Linked DNA regions of Arachis hypogaea: regions 2 and 3 are each linked to region 1. A link is a contact called in public Hi-C data. All regions are on one chromosome and are shown on one strand. The core of a region is the stretch at or near the end of the contact, and the rest is flanking DNA. Distances in the headings are between cores, read along the strand shown. Region 1 holds the start of LOC140176850. Region 2 holds the start of LOC112741765 (dolichyl-diphosphooligosaccharide--protein glycosyltransferase subunit 4A). Region 3 holds the start of LOC112741774.

Evidence for each region. Hi-C and Micro-C count contacts between places; a contact is called where the count stands out from the background.
Region 2: a contact with region 1 is called in a Hi-C map of leaf, with 2.3 times the contacts expected there. The contact joins the promoter of LOC112741765 here to the promoter of LOC140176850 in region 1. A contact is called at or near these places in 2 of 8 Hi-C or Micro-C datasets (leaf and an unstated tissue).
Region 3: a Hi-C map of an unstated tissue shows a contact between it and region 1, with 5 times the contacts expected there. The contact joins the promoter of LOC112741774 here to the promoter of LOC140176850 in region 1. A contact is called at or near these places in 4 of 8 Hi-C or Micro-C datasets (leaf and an unstated tissue).

Annotation. Positions count from the first base shown.
Region 1 is chr2:24,639,241-24,644,173 of arahy.Tifrunner.gnm2.J5K5, forward strand. It overlaps LOC140176850, which reads right to left and starts at 3,011. Exons shown (of 1, transcript XM_072208404.1): 1 at 2,082-3,011. The coding sequence starts at 3,011. The coding sequence ends at 2,082.
Region 2 is chr2:24,151,845-24,156,777 of arahy.Tifrunner.gnm2.J5K5, forward strand. It overlaps LOC112741765 (dolichyl-diphosphooligosaccharide--protein glycosyltransferase subunit 4A), which reads left to right and starts at 2,429. Exons shown (of 1, transcript XM_025790867.3): 1 at 2,429-2,685. The coding sequence starts at 2,429. The coding sequence ends at 2,542.
Region 3 is chr2:24,227,221-24,232,153 of arahy.Tifrunner.gnm2.J5K5, forward strand. It overlaps LOC112741774, which reads right to left and starts at 1,944. Exons shown (of 2, transcript XM_025790877.3): 1 at 1,447-1,944; 2 at 1-1,033. The coding sequence starts at 893.

The DNA.
Region 1 (4,933 bases), core at 1,761-4,260:
CCTGCACAAATGAGTTAGTTGTAAAAACACCTCGCCTATCATATTTCCACACCACTCTATCCTCTCTGTTATGAACTAATTTCACAGGTCTCAAAATCTCATGCAACGCACTCAGGAGTTCCAACTCCCATTGGAAGAGCTCTCGCCTCCATTGGAAGTTCCAAATCCACTCAAACCCATCCCAAAACCCACAGTCCCCTATAAAGGATCCACACTGGTTTGAAATAGAGAAAAGCCTCGGGAACCGGTTCTTCAGAGGTCCACCAAGCACCCATGCATCCTCCCAAAATCGTGTCCTACACCCATCCCCAACCTCCATGGACAGGCCTGTGATCATCTTATCCCTTAAAGGTTGGTTCCTGATGTGTAACTGGCAGATATCCTTCCATGGTCCTCCTCTAGTAGGCGGGTTATGAGTCAACAGAGGCTCATTAGGGTTTAGGTTATGACAAGAAACTACAACCTTTTTCCACAGTGGGCAATCCTCCTTAGCAAATCGCCACCACCACTTAAACAGCAGCGCTGTGTTGCGAACCACAGCATCCCCAACTCCCAGCCCACCTAACTTCTTCGGTGCCTGTACCACTTCCCACCTTACTAATGCCATACCAGTCCTACCCTCTTCTGAGCTCCACAGGAATCTTCTCTGCAACGAAATCAGTTTCTCAGCAACAGCTTTCGGCATCTTGAACAAGCTCAAATAGTACACTGGCAGACTGTTCAACACAGATTTGATAAGAACCAACTTCCCAGCTTTGTTTAGCACCTTGGCCTTCCACAGGCTGAGTTTCTCCTCCACCTTATCTATGATAGGCTTCCATGTCTTCACCAACCTCGGATTAGCTCCTAGAGATATTCCAAGGTATTTGACTGGGAGGGCATCCCCCTTACATCCCAGTAAGTTACACATACGATCGATCCATTGCTCCTCACAATTAATTGGAATCAAACTAGACTTATCAAAATTGATACTCAGGCCTGACATCAACTCGAAGACTCTCAGAAGCCTCTTGTAATTCTTTATAGTCTCCTCTTCTGGTGGGCAAAAGAGAATAGTGTCATCAGCAAACTGAAGATGTGACAATGCTACACTATCTCTACCAACCAGTAATGGTGATATACGACCATTTCTGACTGCCTCTCCAATCATTCGATGCAACACATCCACCACCAATACAAACAGGAACGGAGATAGTGGGTCCCCTTGTCTCAACCCTCTTTCCATATTGAAAGGCTTAGATGGCGATCCATTTTATCAGTACCGACATAGACGCAGTGGCTACACACTCCATCACCCATGCTCTCCATGTATGCCCAAAACCCATCTTCTGCAGAACAATGTTTACAAAGCTCCACTTAACCCTGTCATATGCTTTTTGGAAGTCAAGCTTAATTAGGGCAGCCTCTTTTTTCCTCAGTTTAAGCCAACTGACTGTTTCACACGCAATAAGCGCCCCATCATAGATTTTCCTTCCCTGTACAAACGCACTCTGAGTCTCTCCTACCAATGCTGGCATCACTGACCTCATCCTCCTAACTAGCACCTTTGAGATAACCTTATACACACACCCCACCATACTGATAGGTCGCAAGTCTTTAATCTCCTTCGCACCTATGAATTTAGGTGCCAACGCCACCCAAGTGATATTGGCATCCTTCGGCAACCTGGCCGTCTGGAAAAACCCCATCACTGCAGCTGTGAATTCAGGGCCAATCTCATCCCAACATCGCTTGATGAAGTTCATGTTGTATCCGTCACACCCTGGCGCTTTGGAGGACTCACAGTCCCAGACGGCCTCTCTGATTTCCTCTGGCGAGGGTATCACTTCTAGAGCCATAGCATCCTCCTCACCTATTCGAACCACCAGGCCATCCCTGAACCCCATCATAGGAGAGTCTTCCTGATGGTATAAGTCCTTATAAAACTCTCTGATAGCAACCTTTATTCTAGCCTGATTCCGAACCAACCTACCGTTGATAACCAGATTATCAATCCTATTGTTCCGCCTTCTAGCTGAAGCTATATTGTGGAAGTATCTTGTATTTCTGTCCATATCATTCACGTGTCTAGACCGCGACATCTACTTCCAATGTACTTCTTTCCTCACATACCATCGCTCACAGCACTTAACCAATGCCTTTCTTCTAGCCTCCAATGTTCCATCATATACTCCATTGCTGACCATATCATCAATCCTCTTGATCTCTTCCTCAAACTTTATAATCTTGTTATCCATGTCACCAAAATTTGCCTTATTCCATCTTGTCAGTGGTTCTGTCAGCGCCTTCAATTTATCTATGAATTGTAGCTCTCCCAATCCTCTCCATTCCTCCTTCACCATTCTGCGAAATCCCTCATGTGTAAACCATGAATCAAGGCTCCGGAACAGCCTGGGACCACCTCTCAGCCTCCTACCCTCCACTATTAGCGGGCAATGATCTGACAAACCCCTTGGTCCACCTCTCATGTGTGCCTCTGGGTACTCTTCTAACCACTCCAAGCTAACCAATACTCTATCTATGCGACTGCATGAACATCCTCGAAACCATGTAAACTTCCGATCAGTGAGCGGCAAGTCCACTAAGTTCATGTCCTGTATCCAAAGCTTAAAATCTTCCGCAGACCGTGTCAGCCCAGTAGTGCCTCTTCGTTCCTCTATATGTACTATTTCATTGAAATCTCCCATAAAACAGCACGGAACCTGACATAACCCCGCTATATAACTCAGCTCCTCCCATACCTGAATCTTCTCATCTCTATCATGTGCACCATAGACCAAGACAAACGCACAGTTGAAGCTACTTTTTAAAATAACTCCCTCAACACACAACCACCTCTCTCCCTTATAACAGTTATTTAATCTGAACATCTCCTCATCCCACATTAGCAGTAGTCCACCAGACGCCCCGTCAGACCCTACATATTCCCAACCTGGACTACCTTGTCCCCAAATTCTGGCAACATCAAATCTCGTCACTATCTGCCTTTTAGTTTCGATCAAACCTAACATTTGTAGTCTATGTTTATTCCTTAGGTCCTTTACCATTCTCAACTTTCCATCCCCCCTCAACCCCCTTACATTCCACGACTTGAGGTTTTCAAAATTAATTGGACTTTTTAATGAGCTTAAAAATGGCCTATTAATTAATAAAAATTTTCAAAAAGGTCTAATTGTGAATTTCTTTTTTATTAGATTAGACAAAACTTAGGTTAAGTTAGATTATGGATTATTTACATGTTGTTAATATACTATGATATCTAAGTTAGTAATTTGAAGGTTAAGTAGTCACTAGAGTTTTATCTTACTTGAGGATTAAGTCTAAAAAATAATAATCATGTCTTGTGAAAATCTTGCTTAGGCCGGGATGAGATTCTTGCATTGAGAACTTTGAGATTACTTTTTTTTTTTGTTAAATAGATTAGACAATCTCTTATTTTAAACGTTACAAATTCACCCACACTATACTCACACGTATAATACTTAGAATTTGGATCCTCTAAATTTTGAATTTTTATTTTAAAAAATAAAGTATGATCTCTTACCCTTAACTGATTTCTCTCTCATATTTTTTTTTTGTCCCACTTATAAAATAAATGATTAAAAATCACATTTTACTTTCTAAAATGAAATTCAAAATTTAGAGAATTCAAATCTTAATACTTAAAGATTATTAGGATTTGGATCATTCACTACTTGGTCTAGCCAAATCTCAAACCCGAGTACACTTGCTGCAAGGCATATATGATGACCATTAGACCCATCATTAAACCAAGGCCTTGTGTGCTTGGAGGTAACTTGCTTAACAAGCCAGATCGGCCATGTGTGGATGATATCTTTTTTTTTTTGGACAGGGTGGATCATGTCTGGACCTTAACCAACCTATCCTGCAAGGCTGGTGTGACTGGTTAGATTCTACATGCATGGACCAAAAGTCAGATATTTTTTAATTGAGCCCTTGTTGAACTAGGTGTATGTGAGGCCTCATCTATTAGGCCTACATTACATGTAGCACAGTTCTTTTGGTCTAATTGTTTTTGGAGCACTATCGATGAGTATACAAATGTATTTTAAATTAGTTATTATTTCATGACCCAAAAACATTAGTTATTATTTGAATAAAAATTTTGATCATAAAATTCGCTAATAAAATTAATTTTAAGTTGGCATGATATTTTACCTTTCTTTAATTTTAAAATTACTTCATCAAAAAATTGTATCTAAATGAGATTATTTTACGATATATACATAAGATAAGATGGCACTGGACTAAATTTAATTCCAAAGCCAGATATTTGAATTTGGGAATCTCAATAAAAGGAAAAAAGTGATAAATGTACAGTTGCTATTATTGCTATAGTTATTATTATTTTTTGGTAACATTTGTTATAGTTATTATTATTTTTTTTTTGGTCTGAAAATGTATACTTAATGGAGTAGGGGGCCGTCAAATGTTTCGTTCTACTTTGGGCATACGAGAGTTTTTGTTTTGTGGTAAATGGCTCAAGACGGTGAATTTTTTTCTTGGGTCAAAATGGTTAAAGCCTCATCTATTGGGTTTCCCCCTTATTATTTTCGTGTGGTTATAATTCCATATAACACTATTCTGTGGAGATTGGACCAATCTTAACGAAGGCCCAGTCTAAAACTACGAGAAGAGCGCTAAGCTACACTAAATTTGTAAACCAAGTAACCGTGTCCCAAAAAAAAAAAAAAAGCAGGTTACCAAATTAAATATTGAGAAAGTCTTACGCCAACACTTTTATTAAAATTTAGCCAATATTTAATTATAAAAAAATGTATAATTCTATATTATTAGATATAATTTTGCACCATTAAAAATACTAATAATAACTAATTGATAACTATAAATTACAAAATATACTGACCCTATACTAAGGTTAAATATTAGTTTTTGTATGAATCTTTTTGAA
Region 2 (4,933 bases), core at 1,179-3,678, 490 kb before region 1:
TATGTATATTAGCTTCTCTTATGTTTTCTGTTTATCGTTTATGTATCGTGAGTGTTGCGCTTTTCGTTTTACCTTTTTTTATTTTTATTTTATTAACTTTTCTTCAAAATCTCCTAGTTATAAATCTTTTTCACTATATTATGTATATAAATTTTACTTTTAGAAGTAGTAGCGCCTCGCCACCTCTGTTTTACATCCTAGGTGTAAAGCTCTGTGTGGTAGAGTGTTACATATAGCATGTAAGATAAATTAGTAACATAATAATAAAATTATATTATCATTTATTTTACTTCGAAACTCCGAATAGACTCATCGAAATAAAACTAATTGCTGAGAATAAAATTTTTCGAAAAACATTGTGTTGACATAAAAATTCGGGTTGTTACACCACTGTGGGTGCTAAGTGTTCTTGTGTGGATTGATTGGGTATAGCTCGTCCTCTTAACAGTTAACTCCGAGCTTCTTGTCTCAACTCTGAGCTTCTTGTCTGGGAAGAGATATGCCTTGGTGCAGAAAGAATAAAGAAAAAAAGTACCTACAAAAGGCACTTCGATTCTTAAATCAGTCAATGTGTGAGTAAAAAGTTATCTCCTTGATAAAACGTCTTACCTCCTTTATATGCGAGGTGAGATATTAACAGTTATGCTTTAGAGATTAATTATATTAAAGAAGAGTAATATCATATCAGGATGTTATGATATACGTTTTAGTGTGCGAGACTGAATTATAACTCACGAAATCGAATTATAATGTACCGAGTAACATTTTGATTGAGTTATAACAGTCATATCAATAATAAAATAAGGTAAATTAGCAAAAGTTATAACAGCGATATCAATAATAAAATAATTAGCAAAAGTCTATTATGGACAATTTTATTGATATTCTTATCTTTTTTTTTGATATAAATCGTAATCTTTTTTAATTAATAATAATAATAATAATAATAATAATAATAATAATAATAATTATTATTATTATTATTATTATTATTATTATTATTATTATTATTATAATAGGAAAAGTTTTTTTTCTTCTTAAAAGAAAGACAAATAAATTATCTCTTCTAATTAAATGATTTTTCCCTCAAATTATATCCAAACACTTCAAAAATTAATACACATATTTTTTAAAAAGTGTTATATTTTTTTCCTTTAAAAAATAAAACATATGAGAGGCTAATGCGATTTAGTCGTCTTAGTGCATGTTTGGGCGCCATTATTTTGTTCAAAAAAATCTTTTTTCAATGAAAAAGGATCTTTTTTTATTTTTTAATGTGTTTGACAAATTTCTAATAGTAAAAGTAAAAGCACTAGTAAAATAAAAAAAAAGATCTTTTTCTAGAAGCTGTAATTTACATCTTTTTTTTAAGAAAAAAAGATGTTTTTCATGTAATAAATAAACAAAAAAATACTTTTATATTATTATACCCAAACATAATTGATAAATAAAAAGACCTTTTTACATGAGATATCCAAACATAAAATTACTTTTACTTCTTTATAAGATCTTTTAAAAAAAAATAACTTAAAAAAAGACCTTTTCTTAAAAGCTCATCCAAACAAGCCCTTATTTCCGTGTTTGGTAATTGGTATTATTGAGTTTTTGGGGTTAACACTTAACAGAAGGTACCAGGGTTTGGCACACACTGACGAAGCACAACACAGTGAGACCGAAGCCATCTGCAGCATCCTAAGGTTACCTCTCATTTTCAACGTCTTCTCTTCTCTGTGACCTTATCCCCAATTTTCGTTTTCAATTAAACTCAGCCTCTTTAGTCTTTGACATTGCCGATTCCGAATCCCAATATTCATTCTGGCTTTATGCTTCTCTATTAAGTTTCAGATCTGGTTTTGTTACTTGTTACCGTTTCTTCCTTTGATTTTATTTTTGATTTCTTTTTTGCTTTTTGGAATTTATTAACGAAGAGCCACAAATTTGTAAGCTGATTTTTTGTTCTTGATTTTTTTTTTGGTTATGGAGTTATGTGTAGTTAGAGAATTAGCGCCAATTTCTTGATTAATTAATCATATGAAACACTAATTAGAATGATTTTTTTCACAAATGTGATTTAGGTTGAAGCCTGAAGATGTGAATGTCATAAACAATATCATTTTATTCTATTGTAATGTTCGTGAGCATTGTAGATTTAAACTGCTAAGCAACAACCTGCTTTCTGATTTTGTTATAATTTAGTGTGATTTGTTAGGTTAGAAGATTCTAATTTCTGAATTCTGATATATCGATGGGGTCCATATGATCATGTTTTAGGAATCAATATTAATTAAATTTTTCCTTAATTCAGTGTTCACTATAAGAGATTCACAGTTCAAATTGTACGTGCTTTCAGTTGGAAAAGAATAAGATATCTATTTTGATGCCCAAAACCATGGTAATGACATGAATTTGTTTTTGCTTCCTGCTACAGATGATTGATGATCAAGATCTGGGTTTCTTTGCCAATTTCCTTGGCATCTTCATCTTTGTATTGGTGATAGCTTACCATTTTGTTATGGCTGATCCAAAGTATGAAGGGAACTAGGGTACTGTGTGGTTGTGATTTTCATGTTGTAGACTTAGCTATTTTTCTAATGGAAGTTAAGTTGATATAGAAATGAACTTCATTTTGAGCATGTGATGTGAGCTTACTGCTATATCTTATCAAAGACTTCATTGACACTACAATTTTTGTTATATATATCTGAGCTTCCAAGGTTTCTGCAAGTAAGAAACTTTCATAAATCATAAAAGAAGATAATGAAACCGTGGTAGATGAATTTGCTAGATTATGTGCTCCACTGCTACTGAATTTGGTGCAATAATGGCTTGAGCAATATAATATTGATAAACAAATTTAGGGTAAAGCTTTCCCCAGTAATTGGCTTTAGCGATATACATAAGTTCTGTTTCCTATTTTACTCAAGTGTTCTTGAAGCCTAATAAGATTTATCCTTTATAGTTTGATAACTGATTTTAAAATTGGAAAAAGTAGTTTAGTTTAGTCTTATGTTAAGTTGGCACCTCATTATGTGATGTTTGTCAAATGCCGTGAATGTTACACTAGAGATTTATATAAGTTTCTTCATTAAGAGTTTTTGATGTTTCGTTTAGTGTTTATTTTTTTTATTTTTTACATTATTTTGGTTTATTTTTTCTCTTTTATTATGAGATCAGAAGTCTTAGAACTTTGTGGCAGTACACATATCACATAATGGAGCTGAATTAATTTTCTTCAATTGGAAAATAGAATGCTTTTATACTATATGCAGTCCACTAGTTATTAGTTAAATAGTAAGGCACATCCTTTAGCTTTGGTATGCCTCCCATAGTCTCACTAAGCATGTTGTTCTGTAGTTAATAAAAATAAAGTGAAACACAGCAGGTCATGTGCAAAGTAATAAAGGGTTTTGGAATATGGAACACAATGGAGTTTCAAATTTTGTTTAGGAGAGGGAAGTGGAGAAGGTGTCTTCTAGTTCTAGAGATAGAAGGGGGATCTTAGTTGAGGGAGTAATTAAAGAGGAGAATAAGATGAGGAAGAAAACATGCAGATGTGTTTGTGGTTGGGCATGGAGGCACAGACTCACCCAGAAATGGGAATAGATCTTCTTAATTTAGTTTTCACTTGACAATATTACGTGTGATATTTTACCATGAATTTTATAGAGATTTTTTATTGAGAGATCAAACTTTACATTGTCAAGTAAAAATTAAATAGAGAGGATCTCTTCCCACTGAAGGTGTCTGCACTATTGTACATTAATTATTCCATATATTTACAATATGATATTATGATATCATTTGATCTTTATAGCCATTCGTTCCTAGAGGATAAGACTCGGTCGTTGTTATCATCATATTATGATATTTATAATTTAAAGTTTAGTATTTTCTTGCAACATTTGCATGTTCTGCACACTATAGCTTTCCTATAGTTATATCAGGAAATTTTGTTCTCAGTATGTTTTGGTTAACAAAAATGCTGCGTACATTTCAAAAATTAGTCACAAAAATATTTGTGTATAAATATATATTTATTTAACTTGTTTTCAATGTGTATTTTGTATTTCAATATGTATTTTATACTTGTTTTGCATGGTTGGTTAGTTAATCTTTGATCTTACAATTGATTTTGTTAAAGTTTGCATGATTTGTGGGATCATAAAATCTTAGTAGTTTTTACCTGAGTCTAGATCTTGTTTGTGTCTCACATCAATCAAATTCCAATAAAGATTCTGTTGGCCTTTAAGGATATCATTGATATCACCTCATCTACTAATTTTTGAGTGTCTTGAGTCATGATGATTCACTGAATGTGCTAGAAAAAGTTAAAGACATGTACCATAAATCATAGAGACTAAGCATCTCAATAATGCATGCATTAGACTGAATTTGAATTATGAAAGGTATGTATCATATATGTATGTGAGTTTTGATTTTGGATGGAATGAAAGAGTTATAATACTTCAAAGGGTTATAATCACATCTTCGATGGAGTAATAATAAATTTTCCAATAAAAATATTGGACAATTTCGAGTTAACACTTTACACCGGCAGCTAACCCTTGCACGGAAAAAAAGTGCTGACAGGCTTAATCTATTTAGTGTTGGTTTGGATTGATTTGTTTAAGTGAAAAACAACAATACCAACAAAGTTTTGTCGCACTAGGTGTAGGTGGGTCAGCTAAATGGATTAAATAATATCATTGAGTTCTATTAAGTATCATGTTTATAGAGAGATCGTTTATATATAGATCTTGTTTGACCACTTCATGGATGGTTTTTCTAGGTTTTTTCTGCCTTTTACCTTTTATCCATCTTCTATTTTATCCACCCTTCTAACTGGTTGTTTTGTCAGTCTTCTTCTTACATGTATAAATTATCTAAGACGTGATACTACCATCTTTTTTACAATAAGTGTTGCTCTAACCCT
Region 3 (4,933 bases), core at 694-3,193, 410 kb before region 1:
TTCAGTCCAGATCCATTGAGCAGTTTCTTAGGGTGTGAATTTGGAGCACCCTTGATTGGGGCAGGCGGCCTCTCAAGCTCAAAGTCTGTGTTGGGAAGATTCCTCCATGAACTGAAATCGCTTGCTTCAGGTGGGATTGTGAAGTTCAAATCTCGTCCAGTGAGTTCCATCCATCTCTTCCGATCCTCCTCATCAAGGGCCATCAGATTGGGGGACGGAACAACCTCAATGCCATGAACACACTGAGGGTTAGAAAGCCCTCTATAATGCTTCCTCTGCATCCTGTGAGACCGCACGAAACCCTTGTCAACACTGAACGGGAATGGGCGCTCCCCTTGGCGAGAATGCCCATTCATGAAACTCCTCAGCTGCATTTTACCTAGCGCATTCTCGGGCCTCTCCTTGAACACCCACATGTACATATTCTCCATGTCATGCTGAACCATGAAAACATCAAGCTTGAGATCAGACTTGTCAAACCCTGAAACACCATTGCTATCCCTGACAATCTTGGCCTTAGACTTATCATTCAAAGAGGGCTTAAAGTAAAAACTGAAGAAGAACCAAGCACCCCATATGCTGTCGACTCGCTTAGCACACTTCCTTCCGGCTGCTGCAGCTTTGGGCACATTAAGAAAGCTCTCTGTCTCGTACCCTTGCGTGCCAAGACTGACATCCAAGATATCGCAGGGATCAGAGTTCCATGAGGGTGGGGGTGGGCTGCGCTCGGCGGAGAGGGGCAGGTTGATATCCGGCGGGCGTGAGAGTATGATTTGGCGATTCATCTCCAAATCGAGTTCCTCGTGAGAAGATGCACTTGAGTCCATTGACAAGAGCGTTGAGGGGTGGTGATTCTCCATTGACAAAGAAACGAGACAAGAAGAATCGCCCATGCTACCTCATCATTTCCCTGATGAGTTCTATTGCTGGTGTTGTGTTCATTTTTGCCATTCCCAAAAACAAATTCAACAAAACAACCTCATAAACACCTTCATCATATCAATCCCCACTATATCTCCCCTCCATCAAAACCCTAGATTTATAAAAATTGAATTGACAGAAAATGGAAAAAAAAATCAACAAATCCAACCTATCCAACAAAACAAATAAAAAATTCTGTAATTTTTTCCCTTTCCTTTTCCTTCTTCCTTAAGAATAAATAAATAATTTGAACATATATCTAATAAAATAAACAGAGTGAACACAAATATATCTTCTATACTTATGTATCTCTTCAATCTCAGCGAGAGAGGAAGAGATTTTAGGAAAACGCTATAGGAGAATTAAATTATCTAACCCTAATATTGCACGCATCTCCATAAATCCTCCAAAATCAGGTGAAAAGCACTGAATCAAAACCATCAAATCCATGAAAACTAGAAATTGAAAAGGCGAGCGAGAGAGAAAAGACCGAAGAAGAAGAGAGAGATGGTCAAAAGGGTTTACCTTTTGGGATAAGCATCGGAGAATCGAGAAGAAGAAGAGTAACCTCCGTAGCCGACGATGATGCTCTTCACCATATCATCGACAACCATGTTGTCAACAACCACTCTCTCCCACAATATTTTCCCCTATTTTCTTTCTTTTTTTCTTAATCAGAATAATATTATTTTAATATTTACGTGGGCGGAAAATAAGAACCCTAATTTTCTACTTCTTGGTTAGACTCGTCAAAAGTGAACGAAGAAGGAGAAGAAGAAGAGCAACATAAAATCTACAAAGAGAGAAAAAGAAAAGGGAAGTAGTGAGTGGTGATAAGTGATCAAGTGGAAAAGGAGATGAGACTTGAGCGGAAAGAGAGAGAAGAAAGGGCGTCAGTGAGCGTCTCATTAAAAGGACGGGCTCGCAGGTTAATGCCTGCACTGGATACCACCACTTTTTTGGACCACCGTTTGCTTACGGTGACGGTGTATCCTTAACTCACTACTCATCTTACCTTTATTCAGTGTCTCTCTCTCCTTAAAATTTTATTATTATTCTTTTTCATATTATTTAATTTCTTGTAATTTTTGAAAACACATTTTTAGAATATTATAAAAAGAAATATTTAGAGTTAAACCCCATTTTTATTTTTGGCAAGTTGTAGTGATTTGGTCTCTTATTTTTTAATTGTCACAATTTAATTCTTTAGATTAAAAAAATACATTAATATAGTCTTTTGTGTATTTTCTGTGGCCAAAAACTCAACATAGTTAGTAGCATAGCTCAAGCCTTGTCACTCTAGATATATTAAAACGATGTGGTATATATTTTGCGCTAAAGAAGATACTAAATAACGTCGTTTGAGGGTTTGAATGAATGCTAAAACGTTATACGCCTCCCTTTTAATATTGTTCAAATCCTGAAATGATATTATTTAGTGCTGTTTTAGCGTCAAAATGTGTACAACATCATTTTAATATGTTCAACACAGGAAGACTTAAGTTATCTCACTAGCAGCATTGAAGATGGACTATATTGGTGCACTTTTTTAATTTGGAAGACCAAATTGTAGAAATTAAAAAGTCAGGAACCAAATCGATACAATTCGCCAATCTCAGAGACTAAAGTAAAACTTAACTCAAAATATTTACTAATAATTTTACATTTTTAATATATTAAATACATAAAAGATTGTAAGAAAATTTTATTATTATATATCTAAGAATAATACTATAAGGCTAGCAATATCCAAAATTATTAATTAACAATTATAATATTAAATTATTAAATTAAAAGTGTTGGATTTTTTATTAAAAATATTAAACAAATTAAAGTTATTGGTCTTCGAATTTTTTCTTATTTTTAAAATGTAGTCATAGATAACAAATTAGCTAAGTCCATTACAAAAATAGTTTTTAGAGTGCTATCCGAACACTACTCCTTGATCAGTGGATATAAATGTTTTATTATAAATATGGAATTTATTTTTATTATAATTTGAATTAAGTTGATGATAAACGAAAAATAGATTTTCGTTGTTTGATTACTAATTTTGTGGTATACACAAAATATTTTTGTGTAAAGATGTTTTTTTTTTAAATAAAAAATGTTCCCATAAACAATTAGTTTTGACAATTATACATGAAACAATATCAAATAGAAAAGGACGTGTAATTTGTGTATGTTATGTGGAGCCTATCTTGTATATAAATAATACACATTTCTCTTATTTTATATAATTGTTACATAATTACAAGTAACTTTTGCTTTTTGAATAAAGTTTAATTTTATTATGTTTCTAATAAAAAATATTATATTATAAAAAATTAATTATTAAATTAATCATATATATAAATATATTATTTCACATATTTTTAATTTATTTTATATTTTAATATATATTATATACAAATAGTTAATTTAGTAATTAATTTTAATATACAAATTATATAATTAAAATACATACACATTTTACTAGTCAAACTTATATTTTGTTAATATAATCTTATAAGAAAATAATATTTCATCAGCCAAAAGTATTAATTTCAGCCAATTATTTTTAAGATGATATTTTTATATTTTTATTTATAATTTTTTATTTTGTTATTTTTTACTTTTCAATATTACAATTTCATTTTTGTTATCACTGGTCAATTATTATTATTAGCCACTTTAAATTCTCAATTCTAACTCTAAATATTAAAATTTCAAAAAAATAAAGATTAAAAAAACTTTACATTAAAAAAAAGTTTGTTCATATTAACTAATTACAAATTAATTTTTATTTATTCTTTTGAATAAATATTAATAAAAAATATATAATGCAGTTAGTTTTGATGATTACTTTATTTGATATATGTCCAAAATACTTTTACGAAGAAGAGGCATATATGTTTATTCAAAAGATGAAATTTAAATAACATTAAATGAATAAAAATATAAAAATATTACTTTTGAATTCTTAAATATTACACCTGCAGAAGTCCGATGTTTATTTATTTGAGTGATGTAAATCTTTTATATTTTAAAACTAAAAGATATTTATGAAAATTCATTATTTTCCTATCTATTGAGGTATTCAATTCTAACTTGTCCACCACTATTCTCATACAGAAAGAAAGAAATATGTTGTCTTCTTGTGGCCCGGTAATATGAAGTTGCCTTTCTTTGGTTAAGGCCAAGCTAGAATATTAGAGTGGCGATATTTGTAGTTGCTTTTATTTATAGGATTTAAGTGACCTGTGTTTTAAGGAACATTTTAATATTATTAATGATTTTTTTAATTTATATTTTAATAAACACAACAAATACATTGCAAATTAATTTAATTTAATTGACCTTTTAAAATATTTATGTATCTTTTCGTCCGAAAATAAATTCTCCATTATTTTTTGTCAAATATAATATCTCATTATTTAAGAGTAGCAAGACAATCCAAACTTACGAATATCCAACTTGTTACTATCCTGTGGGGTGAATAATTACCCGATTCAGTGTAGGACAGATTTTTTATTGGGACAAAATCTTTGGCAGAGCGAGACAATATTAGATTTTAGATCTATCCGGTTTGGAATATATATAGAATATGAAAAATTAATTTATATATATCCTTTTATATTAGAATTTTTTGAGTCAGGCTCACTCCAACAATTACGAGAGATAGAATCATCTTCTTCCTTAGTCCTCACACGGTTGACCAATCTTCTTCATATTCCTCGTAGCTCGTCGTCGTGACGCCTTACCCCCCCTTTCTTTTTCTGTACCACAGTCTCGCCTGTCGCCTCCCCCGTTTCTTTTTTGACTCACGTTCATCGCCCAATCTCATCTTCCACAGTTGCTTGCGATTCCCCAGTGTCACCTCCTCCCCCAGTGGCCCAACTAGTCGCTTCCTCCTTGCTACTTCACCGGTTTGGCAGCTTCATCTTTTGCAGTCGGCCCCATCCGCCAATTGTCGACGCCATCTCACCCCTAGCAGCGTCTTCTCACCCGACCCCTATCCACGCCTCCACCT